Linked DNA regions of Sus scrofa: region 2 is linked to region 1. Evidence: chromatin contacts called from public HiChIP or PLAC-seq data. All regions are on one chromosome and are shown on one strand. The core of a region is the stretch at or near the end of the contact, and the rest is flanking DNA. Distances in the headings are between cores, read along the strand shown. Region 1 overlaps SNX10 (sorting nexin-10). Region 2 has its middle 30 kb from the start of NFE2L3.

Evidence for each region. HiChIP or PLAC-seq counts read pairs in DNA pulled down with a chosen protein or histone mark.
Region 2: an H3K27ac HiChIP or PLAC-seq map of alveolar macrophages shows a contact between it and region 1. The contact joins two enhancer-like sites. A contact is called at or near these places in 1 of 47 Hi-C or Micro-C datasets (liver) and 1 of 2 datasets of contacts at active chromatin or transcription factors (alveolar macrophages).

Annotation. Positions count from the first base shown.
Region 1 is chr18:46,093,958-46,100,947 of Sscrofa11.1, forward strand. It overlaps SNX10 (sorting nexin-10), which reads right to left. Exons shown (of 7, transcript XM_021079049.1): 2 at 1-9. Among named protein-coding and RNA genes, the nearest start is that of SNX10, 46 kb to the right of the region's middle. Within about 2 kb of position 2,579, at least 8 of the 83 cell types and tissues checked have an H3K27ac peak or open chromatin away from gene starts, as enhancers often do. A contact at or near this core is called in alveolar macrophages, where this site is marked.
Region 2 is chr18:46,276,559-46,283,961 of Sscrofa11.1, forward strand. No RefSeq gene overlaps it. Among named protein-coding and RNA genes, the nearest start is that of NFE2L3, 30 kb to the left of the region's middle. Within about 2 kb of position 4,378, at least 11 of the 83 cell types and tissues checked have an H3K27ac peak or open chromatin away from gene starts, as enhancers often do. A contact at or near this core is called in alveolar macrophages, where this site is marked.

The sequences.
Region 1 (6,990 bases), core at 1,329-3,828:
ACGATCAGTCTGAAAAAGAAAATACCAACTCAGTGACTTGGAACCACCTTCCAGGAGCAGAATGCCTCTCAGGGCCTCCCGCCCAAACCCCCAAGAGCCCACCCTCCCGCAGTCTCTGCACATGTGCTCTGCTCCTCCTTCACCTGCTCCCCGCGGACTGGGCCAAGGTGAACATCAGTCCACCTGGGGGCTGGGATCCTGGGACATGGCAAGGCTAAGGGGGCTGACTGATGACAGGCCCTCAAACTGAAGGCCAGGCAGGGTCGGGCTGGAGCTGGAGCCTTGGGGGAATCAGAGGAGGCTTGAGATATGGGGGAGCAGGGGGGCCAAGAGGGGCAGCCGGGGATGCCGGTGGGCAGTGAGATGGAGAGAATGGAAAAGATGCCCAGAGACCTGCCACTGAGAATGGCCCTGACTGTTTTACCTGCACCCCAAGCTTTCAAAGAGGAGATCACTGCTGTGACATTTACACTTCCCCGGAGTTCAGATAAGAGGCAGTGTGGCCCCAAGAGAGACAGACGAAGGTCAGGACCTTGATTCTCAGCCTCCAGTCAGTGCAGTCTGGAGTGCAGTCAGTGCTGTCGGCTGATTGCAGGCCCTGCATGTTCCTAGCTTGGCCACTACTCCTTAAATCCCCATTGATTCCAAAAGGTTGGTGGCGTTAACCCCTCCTCCCTGCCCACTCCCCAAACGTAAACCCCCTGACTATACGCACACATACAGCTTACAGCAGAAAGTAAGGCTGCATGGTCACAATTGGCCCCTATTTTGATAATATAACTCTGACCCCATTTTGCAGGCAATTAGTCTCATCCACAAGTCTTCCCTGATTCTCCACTAACACCCCTGGCACAACAGGGAGTACGAGAAAGCCAGAACACCAGCTCCGGCATCCAGTCCCACAAGGTGTCCGGGAGGAGAGGACCCAGGGCAGGCAGAGGAAAGAGCTCCCGCAGGAGGCGAGCAAACCACACCGTGAGCAGCCTGGAGGCTTCCGTTCCCGGGGAGGGAGAGGGCAGGAGGACCCATGGGAGATTTTCAGTGTTCACGGAAAGAGGAGGAAGAGGCCTGATGATGGCACACAGAGAGGATGCGGGAGAGTGTGCTGGTTAAGAGATGCTGAGCCGAGGAAAAGGGTTCGAGGAGCATGAAATGCTGCCAAAAATGTATGCCTGCATCCTCACCTCTGGAACCTCTGGAACCTGTGCATGCAGGTCATTTGGAAAAGGGGTCTCTGCAGGTGGGGGCCCTAAATCCAATGGCAAGTGTCCTTATAAGAGACAGAAGAATAGCAATCCACACACAGAGGAGAAGGCGGAGGCAGAGACTGCAGAGATGCAGCCACAAGCCAGGGCCACCTGGAGTCACAAAAGCTGGAAGAGGCAGGAAGGCTTTCTCCGAGAGCCTCCAGAGGGAGCACGGTCCAGCCAAGAGCTTGATTTCAAGTGTCTGGCCTTGGGAATGCGAGAGGATGACTCTGTGGTTTTAAGTCACCGAGTTTGTGGCAATTTCTTTTTCTTTTTTTCTTTTTGCTTTTTAGGGCTGTACCTGCTTCATATGGAAGTTTCCAGGCTAGGGGTCGAATTGGAGCTTCAGCTACTGGCCTACACCACAGCCATGTGGGATCCGAGCTGCATCTGCAACCTATACCACAGCTCACGGCAACGCTGGATCCTTACCGCACGGAGCGAGGCCAGGGATCAAACCCGCAACCTCAGGGCTCCTAGTCAGATTTGTTAACTGCTGAGCCAAGAGGGGAACTCCCGTGGGAATTTGCTAGGGCAGCCACAGGAAACTACTACAGAGCGGCCGTGTGGAGATTAGGCTGGAAAGGTAAGCTGGGGTCCTGACTGGGGAGCAGGAAATTCATTCAGTCGCACTCATTCACTCACTCAGCATTTATGGGTCACATGCTGGATTCGAAATGGGACAGAGAGTGGAAAGCAGAGCTGGCTCAGAGCTCACAAGATGACTTCATAATTGTAAGGTGGAAATGACAGGAAAGGAAAGGGAAGGGAAGCCTCTTATAAGAATGGAGAGACTAAAAAACTAAAAAAAGAAAAACCCCAGGACAGAGCGACGAAATAGGAGGTGGGGAAACGTGGCCTGGGAAGACTTTACTGAGAAAATGGCACTGAAGCTGAGGCCTCAAGGGTGGTGTGGTTGCCAGGAAGGCAACAGGAGAAAGGCTTTCTAGGCAGAGGGACCAGCACGTGCAAAGGGGCAGAGGCTGGAAGGAGGCTCAAGAGACCTGGCTGAAAGTGAGGCCTCAGGTTCCCTGCACAAAGCCGAACGCTGATCTGGTGGGTCCTTGACCCTCAGGCCTCCAGCCCTTCCAGATCCCCTTGCCAACTCTCACTCCGCCTCAGGGATCCTGCTCAGACACCACTTCCCTGCTCTTGCCCCCGTTACACAGCGTGTTGTGCAATTAACTGCTGGCATCAACTTCACTTGCATCATAAAACCTGTATTCTGTCTTCCCCAATGGACTGAATTTCTGCAACAGAGAACTGCTGTGTCCTCATGCAAACTTTGCAACCACCCTGTGTGGGAGAGGTGAGCGTCCTCCCTTTACAGGCACGAAAACTGAAGGTCAGAGGATCAAGCGGTCCCAGGTCAAAGGGTGAGGGGAGAGAGCCAGAGCCCAGGGTCAACTCACATGCTTCCCAACCCTGGTCTTCTGACCGCCCGAGGATGCCACCTCAACCATGTGACATGACCAAACAGGGCAACGTTTGGGTCTTCATTCTCCCCGCGGGGCTTGCGCTCCCTGCCCCTCACCCACCCCAGGCAGAAGGACTCAGTAATTCTCACAAGGTGCGGGCCACCCTGAGATGCTAGACACCAAGCCGGCTTGGGAAGCAGGAAGCTGAAAATTCTAAACCAGTCGAATCATCGCAGAGAACACGTGGCCAAGATTTTGTATTTTAGGAATTCCCTGACGGCCAGGCAGTTGAGGACGCAGTGTTGTCACTGCTGTGGCTCGTGTCACCGCTGTGGCTCGTGTCACCGTGGGACAGTTTGATCCCCAGCCTGGGGATTTCCCCATGGCTTGGGCACAGCCAGAAAAAAAAAAAAAAAAAAAAAAAGAATTTCATATTTTAAATCTGGATAGTGGATGGGGGGGTTGGGTTTAGCGGTGGGAAGACTTGCATTTTCCACTCCATCCACTTCCGTACAGTGAACACAAATTAACTTCTTACACTTTACTAAGTACTGATTGTTTCAAAATAAATGAAACACCATAATTCTATCAGAAGCATTAAAAAAGGGAGTTCCCGTCGTGGGCCAGGGGAAACGAAGCTGACCAGTATCCATGAGGACACAGGTCCAATCCCTGGCTCCTCCAGGGTTAAGGATCCGGCGTTGCCGTGAGTTGTGGTGTGGGTCGCAGATGCAGCGTGGCCCTGGCATTGCTGTGGCTGTGGTGCAGGCCGGTGGCCACAGCTCCGACTCGACTCCTTGCCAGGGAACTTCCATGTGCCGTGTGTTCGGCCCTAAAAAGAAAGAAAAAGAAGTGTTAGAAAGAAAAAATGGCAGTCCCAAAATGGAGACACTTGTGCTAAAACCAAGACTTAATACCTAACCAATCTGCTGTTACAACCTTCCCCAGGAATGCAATCCTAACCTGTCAGTGTGGAACTTTCTAGTGAGAGGTCCTTCTTTCCATTTCCCCCAAGGAAGATGAGGTAACCTGCCACATGGACCCCTTCTGTCCCCTATAGCGCACTCCCTCGCTGTATGACCAAGGGCAGCTTAACCCTCCGACCTTCTGTTTTCTTACCTAAAGGGAGGACACTCACCTCTCCCCTCACAGGGTGGTTTACATGAGGGGACCTAGAAACACTCCACTGGAGAAATTCCGTCCACTGGGGAAGACAGAATATACTAGAAATCATCTTTCTGTTTGTCTGTTTTGTCTTCCTTGTCCTCCCTTTGAAAACCTCTGTTTTTTTGTTTTGTTTTTCTTTTTAGGGCTGCACATGCGGCACATGGAAGGTCCCAGGTTATGGGTCAAATTGGAGCTATAGCTGCCGGCCTACACTACGGCCACAGCCACTCAGGATCCAAGCCTCGTCTGCGACCTACACCATAGCTCACGGCAACAACGGATCCTTAACCCACTGAGCGAGGCCAGGGATTGAACCTGCCTCCTCATGGATACGAGTCAGATTCTTTACCTGCTGAGCCACAACGGGAATTCTGAAAACCTCTCCCTTTCTGCAGCCCCATGGAGTTCCCCCTCTACTTGCTAGATGAGATGCTGCCCAATTCATGAATCATTCAATAATAACAACTAGATCCTTAAAATCTACTCACCTGAAATTTGTGTTTTCAACAGAAGAAATAACAGCTCAAACATAAATTACAGAAGCTTTTTACTTCATGTAACATAAACAGCACATTCAAATGCATGAAGAGACGTGATCTTTACAGCACTATAGAAAATGTCACCTGCTACTGGAACTTGCCATGGCATTTATTTACCGGTGGGGAGAAAGAAATTAAATGATAGCACAACCGTTGGTTTGAGATAAAAGGTTATAACATGTCTAAAATTTAGTAAACCAAAGTCGCTAATCAGAAATCACCCCCTAGGAGTTTCTGTCGTGGCTCAGCGGTAATGAACCTGACTAGTATCCATGAGGATACGGGTTCCATCCCTGGCTTGGCTGAGTGGGTTAAGGATCCAGAGTTGCTGTGAGCTGTGGTTTAAGTTCTGGTGTTGCTGTGGCTGTGGCGTAGGCCGGCAGCTATAGCTCTAATTCAACCCTCAGCCTGAGAACTTCCATACGCTGTGGGTGTTGCCCTAAAAAGACAAGAAAAAAGAAAGAAAGAAATCACCCCCCATAAACTACACCTTCCTGGTGGGTTATAAAATTTTAGATCTGGGAGTTCCTGCTATGATGCAATGGGATCACTGGCATCTTTGGTGTGCTGGGACACAGGTTCAATCCCCAGCCTGGCACTGTGGGTTAAGGATCCAGCACTGCTGCAGCTGTGGCAACCCAAATCTGATCCCCGGCCTGGGACCTCCATATGCCGTGGGGTGGCTAAATAAGAAAAATAAAAAAATTTAGATTTATTTAGCTCTCCAAATTTCCCCAGGCTAGCCCACGTGTCTGTCATGATAATGAACTTGGAGAATTCCTGCCGCCTGGAAAGACTTAAGCCAACAAGTGTGGAAACCTGCCTCCAGATGACCATCAACGAGGCTGTCCTTGGAGCATTTTCCCTCCTCAGCACCACTGGAGGCACAGCACACAGCCACAGTCACCCACTGCAGTCCCGTCGCCCTCCCACTGACCCTCCCCGCGAGAACTAGTCAATCTCACAGCCATTCCCGACGGCAGGGATGGTGTCTCAAGCCTGTTGTTGAGGTGGCTGCACACAGGTGACAGGTCTACACGGTCTCCCACCCCTCTCCCGCCCCCCAGGGAAGCACGGCAGCTCCGAGACGCCCCTGAGAGACCCAGCATGTGTGTTCACAACTGCATCACTGCCTTGAGAGCAGCACTTGCCAAAACCAGAAACTTCAGAAGAAACCTGCTCCCATCATCCACCCTAGAATATTTCTTCTATAAAACAGAAAAAGTCTGTGAAACAAACAGAATTCACTAGAGCGGAGGTCAGCGATTTTTTCTGTGAAGGGCCAGATGGTAACTATTTGAGGCTCTGCAGGCTTTGCAGACTCTGCTGCAACTACTCACACCTGCAATTTGTAGTAAGAAAGTTCCCACAGATGAAAAGTAATCAAATGTACATGGCTGTGTTCCAGGAAAGCTTTATCGACAGCAGGTCTACAGTGTGCAGACCCCTGCTATGGAGCAATCAAGAATTACACTGTCACTTCTATACCTCAAAAGCTCTTTCTTAGATCAACAGCGAAACACCTTTGAAATGTTAAGCTGGATCCATAAACCTGTGGTGGTCTCCTCTCTGACAAGCAAATTACTGAGAGTCTGTGGACTCCATATGTGAGTGGAGTGAGAAGAGGCTACTAGCAAGCATAGTTTATATTTTTCTCTGAAATGAAAGTGGAAGGGGGTGAGGTTTAAAGAGCAGAGTTTGGGGTTTTCCTATCAACCCAAGCCTAAGGCTGATTAACCCAACAAACTTGTTCATTGGGAAACAAGCTCTGAATTTATATCAGCACCACAGAGGCATCCTACACAGAATGAAACTAGCTTTAACAAAAATTTATGGTTATTGAAGTTCCCATTGTGGCACAGGGGAAATGACTCTGACTAGTATCCATGAGGATGTGTGTTCCATCCCTGGCCTCGCCCTGTGGGTTAGGGATCTGGCCTTGCTGTGAGCTGTGGTGTAGGTCGCAGACGCGGCTTGGATCCCATGTTGCCATGGCGATGGTGTAGGCTGGCAGCTGCAGCTCCAATTTGACCCCAGCCTGGGAACTTCCATATGCCGTGGGTACAGCCCTAAAAAGCAAAAACAAAACAAAACCTACAGTCACTGATCCCATTCTCCTTCCCACTTAGCTTCCTCACAAGAATTATTCGAGAACCTCAAATGGATCCAGCTCCTGGGCGCCCCCGGAGGTAGACCCTTCTCTCCCTCTAGCTTCTGGAAACTTCTGAGACTGACCCAGGCTATTCAGCCATCTCCTCACTTGAGCCCTCTCAAAGGCTCAAACAGTGAATAAACAATTTCATGAACCAGACGTGTTTCCCTGCATTTCCAACACAGAAGCCAAGAGAAATCGAAAGTGGTCCCAGAAGAGTGTGCAGATGGAATCTTAACTAACGTCACAATGGGCAGGGCCATTCTAAGAGCAAAGGGAGATGAGGATATTTTTATAAGGAAATGAATTTTTGTATCTTTCTTTTCTTTGTTGTGTTAGAAGCAGCAGTCAACCCTCAAACAAAATATGCTTAACCTCTCTTTTCCCTTCAGAAAGCGTGGCCAGGCTCCAAGAGCTGGGGGCTTGAGGCCAGGGACAGGCCTGGAAGCTGAGGGTAGAGGGAGCGA
Region 2 (7,403 bases), core at 3,128-5,627, 180 kb after region 1:
TTTTCTGCAAGTCCCTAAGCCTCTGCGGTGAGTGCTTATTCCAGCTGAGTGGGCCTTACTCTGACATCTTGGGGAGTCATGAAGAGCTTTTTGATAGGAAACATTTTTCCAGATAGAATTCTCAATTCCGTTCTGAATCGCAAATGGAAGCATCACCTGTCAAGCGGGCTGCTTCAGGGCACCTTGAAATCCTTTTCAATTCTAGTGCGAGGATGTCCCCAGCTAGTTGCCATGCCAGTGGGTGAAGTGTCCCCACCAAGCTCTGGAGGTCTTCAATCAGGGCCCCCGTGAAATCCTCGCCGATGTGCATGGGAGTGTGAGGCAGACTGACGGCTGTACCCAAGCGTCACCTGCCTTGTGTCTTCTCCCTTCCATCGCGCCTTCCAGAATGTCTGGCTTCCTTCCCTCGCAGCTTTGAGGCAACGCCTATGATATTTTCCAAAAGTTTTCACATGTCATGAGCAGTCTTCAAGGTCCCTATGGGGGACTCTTTAAGGACTGGAACAAAGGCAGGTTTTCCCTTATTGCCTGGACATTTTTCATTTGTCCATTTTCCCATAATTTTGGATAATGGCCAGAGTCAGGTCATTTTGGCACTTGCAGTGGACACCTGTGGTTCTGGCGTGACCAGCTTCTTTCCCCCTGTCTTCGGGAAAAGGCCGCCAGCTTCTCTTCTGGGGGAACTACCCTACTCCCCCCACCCCGCCACAGTCTTGATAGAACTGTCAATTAAGGGTGGTGGGAGGCGGGATCTGTAACCCAACTGAGCCGATCAGACTCTTCTGGGAATTTGAATCATGAGTGCAATAACATCAGGTCAGGAAATTAAGTCTAAGTCCAGTGAGGCACCATTAATTCCTGCTACTTAAAGTAGCACGTGGAGGAGGCAGACAGTGCAGCCTCTGGAGCGTGGGCTGTGGAGCTCGATGGGGTCAAAAACCCGGCTCTGGCGCTTGCGAAGTTAATGAGCCTCCTTATGCCTCAGTTTCCTCGGGTGGTAAACAGGGGATAATAGAACTTCTCTCACAGCACTGTTAATGTTACATGAATCAGTGCAAATGTCTGAGGCAGAGCGCTTGTTGGGAAACAAGAAGCACTCTGAGCATTTGAAGCAGAAATGGAATTTGATGCATGGAAATAGGAACATAAAAATCAATGCAAGGCTAAAGCGGCAGGCTCCAGGCTGCAGGAATTGCTTCTGGAGTACACTTCCAAACCAGCCTGCTGGGGAGCTACCTCTTGTGCCACCATCAGGAAGGTGGGCCATTGGACCATCACAGGGACCCGGGGCCCAGGGGCTGGGAAGGCACTTGGCTGTTACTGTGCCCAGTTCTCATCACGCAGGAAGTTGGGGATTGGACAAGGGACAGGACTCTATCCAAGTGCATCGAGATCACCAAGCTTCAATTCTTAAACTTGAATCCATGGCTGCTAGTAAAAGTTCTTACATTTGTAAACAAGTATATAACTTGTAACCGAATGATCTCACTCTGAGGACCCTCTCAGCTCCGTAATTCCATCAGTCCCAGGTCATATGCAAAAATCAGTTTCATTAACTTTTTTTTTTTTTTGGCCTTTTGTCTTTTGAGGGCCGCATCCACAGCATATGGAGGTTCCCAGGCCAGGGGTCTAATGGGAGCTGTAGCCACCGGCCTACACCACAGCCACAGCAACACCAGATCCAAGTAGAGTCTGCAGGCTACACCACAGCTCACGGCAACACGGGATCCTTAACCTACTGATCGAGGCCAGGGATCGAACCTGCAACCTCATGGTTCCTAGTCGGATTCAATTCCTCTGTGCCACGACAGGAACTCCAGTTTCATTAACTTGTAACTATACGTCACATCTTCTGTGATTGCAAAGAGGGAGCATGGTTATTCGTGGGCCCTCGGGCAGAACAGAAGCATTTCTTGCTGAATCTTCCCGACTTCCTTGAGATGCAGTTTTAATAGTGTAATTCACTTCTGTAATAATACCCTGGTGACCTGGGGACTTTGGGACTAAAGTGACATATACTGTTGAAGCTTCGACTGAGCCAGAGGAGAAGCATCTGGACTGCAGATCGTGAGTGTGGGGCAGAGGTGGGCTGGGCTCAGCAATATACTGAGTTCAAAGACTGTAAAGTCATCCGTGACTCCAGCTTCCATCTGTACCGGCAGATCTGACCTAACAGCAGAATCCTTCACAGGAGTCTAAGCACTGGGAATGTTTAAGAGTCAGGAGAAATGAATGCGTTCAAGGGTCTGTGCATAGCGGGACCTCCCAGGGGTGGCGCTGGGGCTGGTGGGTGAGGAGAGGGGGGCGGGAAGAACAGGAAGCCTTGCAGAGCTAAGCGGGTATCAGAGCCCCTTCCTCTTGCAAAGTCACCACTGGGATTTAGGCAGGGGGCCAGCTACCCTGAGCAGAAACCACTAAACCAGAATTTCTTTCACTTGAATCGACCAGAGAACTTGTTGTTGTTGTCTTTTTAGGGCCAAACCCACAGCATATGGAGGTTCCCAGGCTAGGGGTCCAATCGGAACTGTAGCCACTGGCCTACACCACAAGCACAGCAACGCCAGATCCGTGCTTTGTCTGCAATCTACACCACAGCTCACTGCAACACTGGATCCTTAACCCACTGAGTGAGGCCAGGAATCGAACCTGTGTCCTTACGGATACTAGTCAGATTCATTTCCACTGAACCATGATGGGAACTCCAGAACATTGTTTTTTTTAAATCAGGAAAGAAATTCTGTGTTCACTAGACATTGTGGTGACCATTTCACAATATATGCAATATGCATACATTACATACATGTAACGAATCCGTATGTTCTCCACCTGAAAGCAATATAATATTGTATGTCAGTTATGCCTCAATAAATCCAAGCTGAATATTGGATTAAATGGTGGTTATTGTAATTACCAAGTATGTAAAAATACAAAGCTATGTAAACTTCTGCACGTAGTGTTTATATAATTCCGTATTCCTGTTTCCACATGTAAGGTTAGCACTGTCGCATCCTGGAATACGTATGGATGACCGCTGAACAACGCGGGTGTGGACTGCACGGGTCCACTATGTGGCTCTTCTCCATAAACACCTACCTCCGTTCTATGCGATGGGAGGCTGGTTGAATCTGTGGAGGGCCGACTGCACAGTTTTAAGTGGATTGTCAACTCCGCAGGGGGTCGGTGCCCCAACCCCTGTGTTGTTCAAGAGTCGACAGTATATACCATGCTGTGCCAGTCCCATCATACACACATAACAGTAAAATTATAAAACAGTACAGTGCTGCAGTTCAGCACACAGGCTCTGGGGCCAGGGCCACTTTAGTTCCCATCCTAGAGCCACCACCTCCTTGGTATGTAACCTTAGGAAGTTACTGTTGCTGCGCCTCAGCTAACTTGCTGGGAAATGCACCTAATAGCACCTATCTGGGTTCTGGTGAGGATTAAATGAACGAATCAATGGAAAGAGCTTAGCTCAGGGCCTGGCAGGCAGTAAGCTCTCCGCAGGTACTAGCTATCCCTTGGCCCGTTATCATAAAAACAGAGTCCACGTCTGAATGAAGCCCAAGAATCTGCAAAATCAGTATGATTCATAAGCCACGGTCGTTTGATTTAACAATCGGTTGTTCTGAAACGAGTCGGTTGGGGTGGGTTTATAAAGGGAGGATGTGGTCTCAAGTCCAGGTCTCCATTTGCTTTGGCCTTGGGGTTCACTGCTAAAGCAGAGGATGCCCTGGCCTTATCTGCTCATGTAGAATTAGACCTCATAGTTAATTAAACTTCTACCCTTAAGCATTCCTGGAGGGCCAATTCTAATGAAATGCCACTTGCTACCTCTGTGGAACTGTCTCGTTCATTCACAAGTAAGGTTAGCACTGCCACATCCTGGAAATGGGCATTGAGTGAGTGTCTCGATGCATTACTGCCACCGGGAGGAACGGAAAAGTCCTCCGTTGTTCACTCTCTGCTACAGTCACAATAAACGAACTTCTGCCAGCCAGCAGAGTGCAAAATAGAACCGAAGAACAGAATGAGAACGTGGTTCTGGCTACTACAAGGCGGCTTTCAGTTTGCACATCAAAACACTTGGCACGCTACTACTGATTCAAATTATGTCGGATCCTTCATTGTTCACGTGACAAGAATGTATTCACAAATATAAATAATATACACTAAATCATATGGCAGGCTATTAATTTCTTAAAAAAAGATTATCATCAAAATGAAAAACAGAAAATTGAAAAAAACAATCCCAACCACTACTGTTTTAGAGAATTGGAGACTCTTGAGATTCCAAGGACTCTCTCTCTTTGGTTACTCAGTGCCTGGTATACAGGGGTTGCTCAATAAATATTTGCATCTGAATGAGGAAAAGAAACTAGTAAGGGGAAATGAAGGCCACTTCCATTCCTGTGGTCTGGACCCACAGGGTGAGCCCAGGGTGCTGGGACTTGGAGGTTGGCAGAGCCACAGCGCTCACTTCCGGCTCTGGCTCCAGGCACGTTCAGGGAACAATTAGGAACAGGGCTGGTTGGGCCCAAGATGTCAGGTCTGGAAACGAGGACCTAATTACCAGCCACAGAGATGGAGGGTGGGGCTGAGAGCCTGCGGTTGGGATTATGGCAGAAACTGGGACTGCCAGCCCTGCACCTGGGGCCCGTGTGCAAGACAGAGTCTGGGTAAACCGGTTCAGGGTGCGGGCAGGGAGCGAGATAACCTCTGCCATGGATCAATCTCCCTAAACAGTGGACCATCCATGCCAGGTGCCTTTATATGAAGATGGGTCATTTTGTTCAACCAGAGAAGAATTCATTTGAACTTGAAGTGCCCGACAAACGGAATCCAGGATGCAACCGTCTCTCAGTAGATCAAGATTGGCTCACATCCACAGCAGAGCAGCCCACAGGGTGGCAGAGTCCCGGGCCCAAACCAAGAGCTCAGGATTCCTTCTGGCTCTTTTGGAGCCTGGTATCTGTGTTTTAAACACGCTCCCCACGTGATTCGGATGCAGGAGGCTGCCTCCTTAAAGGCAGAGGCAGACCTGGCTTAGCGAAATAAGCTGCTGAGATAATTAAACAGCCAGACAATCTTTACTGATTTGCTACCCTCTGCAGGGCTCTGGGGCTGGGTTTCCGCAAGAGGTGACTGTCCAGTGGTATTCCCAGTCCTGCCCTCTCTGTGTGCCCCACCCTCGCCGACTGCTTTTTCCTGTAATTAAGCCTCCCTCTTGTGTCCTAGTTTTACTTGCTGGCTCCCTGCATTGTTCCCTCGTGCCCAAATCCATGCTGTATTTGTCCCTTTGTTCCTCTGAGATCGAACTTCCTGAAGCTGTAGGGGTCACTCAGGTTTGGGGAACTTACCTGCCCCGAGCCCGGCTGCAGCTGTATGGGCTCTGTGCCCAGGTCAGCCACAGCCAACTGGAGAGTGACTCAAAAATAACCGCCCTGGGCAGACTGCAGGTGTGTGTTCCTGGGAGAGACAAACTGGTTCTCTTCTTAGGAATTGAGGAGTTTGGAGTCTAGTGTCATCACAGACCGTGTTTAATTCATACCTAGATTTGAGGGACATAAGAAAAAGGACACAGGGTAGAAAAAAAGAGGGGCCACTTTTCAGCTGTGGCAGTTCCACCTCCCCCGAGATCTGGCTGCATGTGTGTCCTTTTCACATGCCTTGCTGTGGACAGGACCGCAAGTCCTAACACTGTCTCCCTGAGCCGGTGCATCCCAGCCATGTCTACACGGGTCTCTCCCACCTGCCTGGACAACCCCCAACCCCGCTCAGCATTACTTTAATTACTCCCTATTACTTTATTGCTCTTACTTGGATGGGCCTCACCTGTGTGTGGCGTGGGGTGTGGGGGTGTGGGGGGAGTGTGGGGTATGGCCCCAGCATCTCAGAGCACCTCATTTTGGGGACTAGCCTATCCCATGACCAGCCATGTCCTTGATACAGCCTATGTTTAGACTTCAGTATAAAATAAGTTTTTTCAGAGTTTCCATCGTGGTGCAATGGAAACGAATCCAACTAGGAACGATGAGGTTGCAGGTTTGATTCCTGGCCTCACTCAGTGGGTCGGGGATCCGGTGTTGCTGTGGCTGTGGTGTAGGCTGGCGGCTACAGCTCCAATTTGACCCCCACCCTGGGAACCTCCATATGCCGCACATGTGCCCCTAAAAAGATAAAAGACAAAAAAAAAAAGTTTTAATTTCTGATCCATTCTTACATTTTGGAAAAGAAATATCACTTCCTTGTTTTTTTTTAAAAGACCAGACATTCGGAGTTCCCGTCATGGCGCAGTGGTTAACGAATCCGACTAGGAACCATGAGGTTGTGGGTTCGGTCCCTGCCCTTGCTTAGTGGGTTAGGGATCCAGCGTTGCCATGAGCTGTGGTGTAGGTCGCAGACGCGGCTCGGATCCCGCGTTGCTGTGGCTCTGGTGTAGGCCGGTGGCTATGGCTCCGATTCGACCCCTAGCCTGGGAACCTCCATATGCCACAGGAGCGGCCCAAGAAATAGCAAAAAAAGACAAAAAAAATAAATAAATAAAATAAAAGACTGGACCTTCTCCATTTGCATCTTTTAAACTAAAATTAGAGTTATCTGAGGGAGGAAATGTGATTTTAAAGGAAATTATGTTTTTCTTTTAGAATGCTTTTTACATGAAGCCCTGATTACATAAAAATTCTGGTACAGGTTCCCCCACCCCTGACGGGGAGGGACTAGAAAACAAAAGTTCCCTAATTAGAGTTTCCGATATAAAACCTGCTAACTTTCAGAGTTCCCTTGTTGTGCAATGGGTTAAGGATCCAGCATTGTCACTGCAATGGCTTGGGTTGCTGCCATGATGCAGGTTCGTCCTTGGCCTGGGAACTTCCACACTACATGGGCATGGCCAAAAAAAAAAAAAAAAAAAAAAAAAAAAAAAAAAAATGCTAACTTTCATGCTTTCTATATCCTGCTATTGCAAAGTGAAAATCCATAAAATTATATTTGTTCTGTTCCTTAGCAATTTGCAGGCAGTACTTATCATGTTTCATGCTTCTAGAAGTCATTGCTGATGTGTAGTGTGTGCCTGTTTTTAATTCTAGAATGTATCTGCTCCTCTTTTTATTTCCTCTTTTTTCCTTTATTAGGATGCTCATCTCTCTAGAAACTGAGCCAGATTGTTCCCAAGACCAGGATTGCATCTCAGTGTCAAAGTTTGCATCTGCAGAGGCTGCTGCCAGCATGGTTGTGGCATTTGCTGAGCTCTCGGAATTCTCTCAAGCTGCAAGGCAATGATATTCAAGAGGCTGTTTTCCTGCTGACTCGGACAATGACCCAGCCCTGGGACTTTTGCTTTTGTTGGTGCTGAAAGATGGCACCAACAATCACGTTGGAGTATGTTCTTTTGTTTGTTTGTTTAT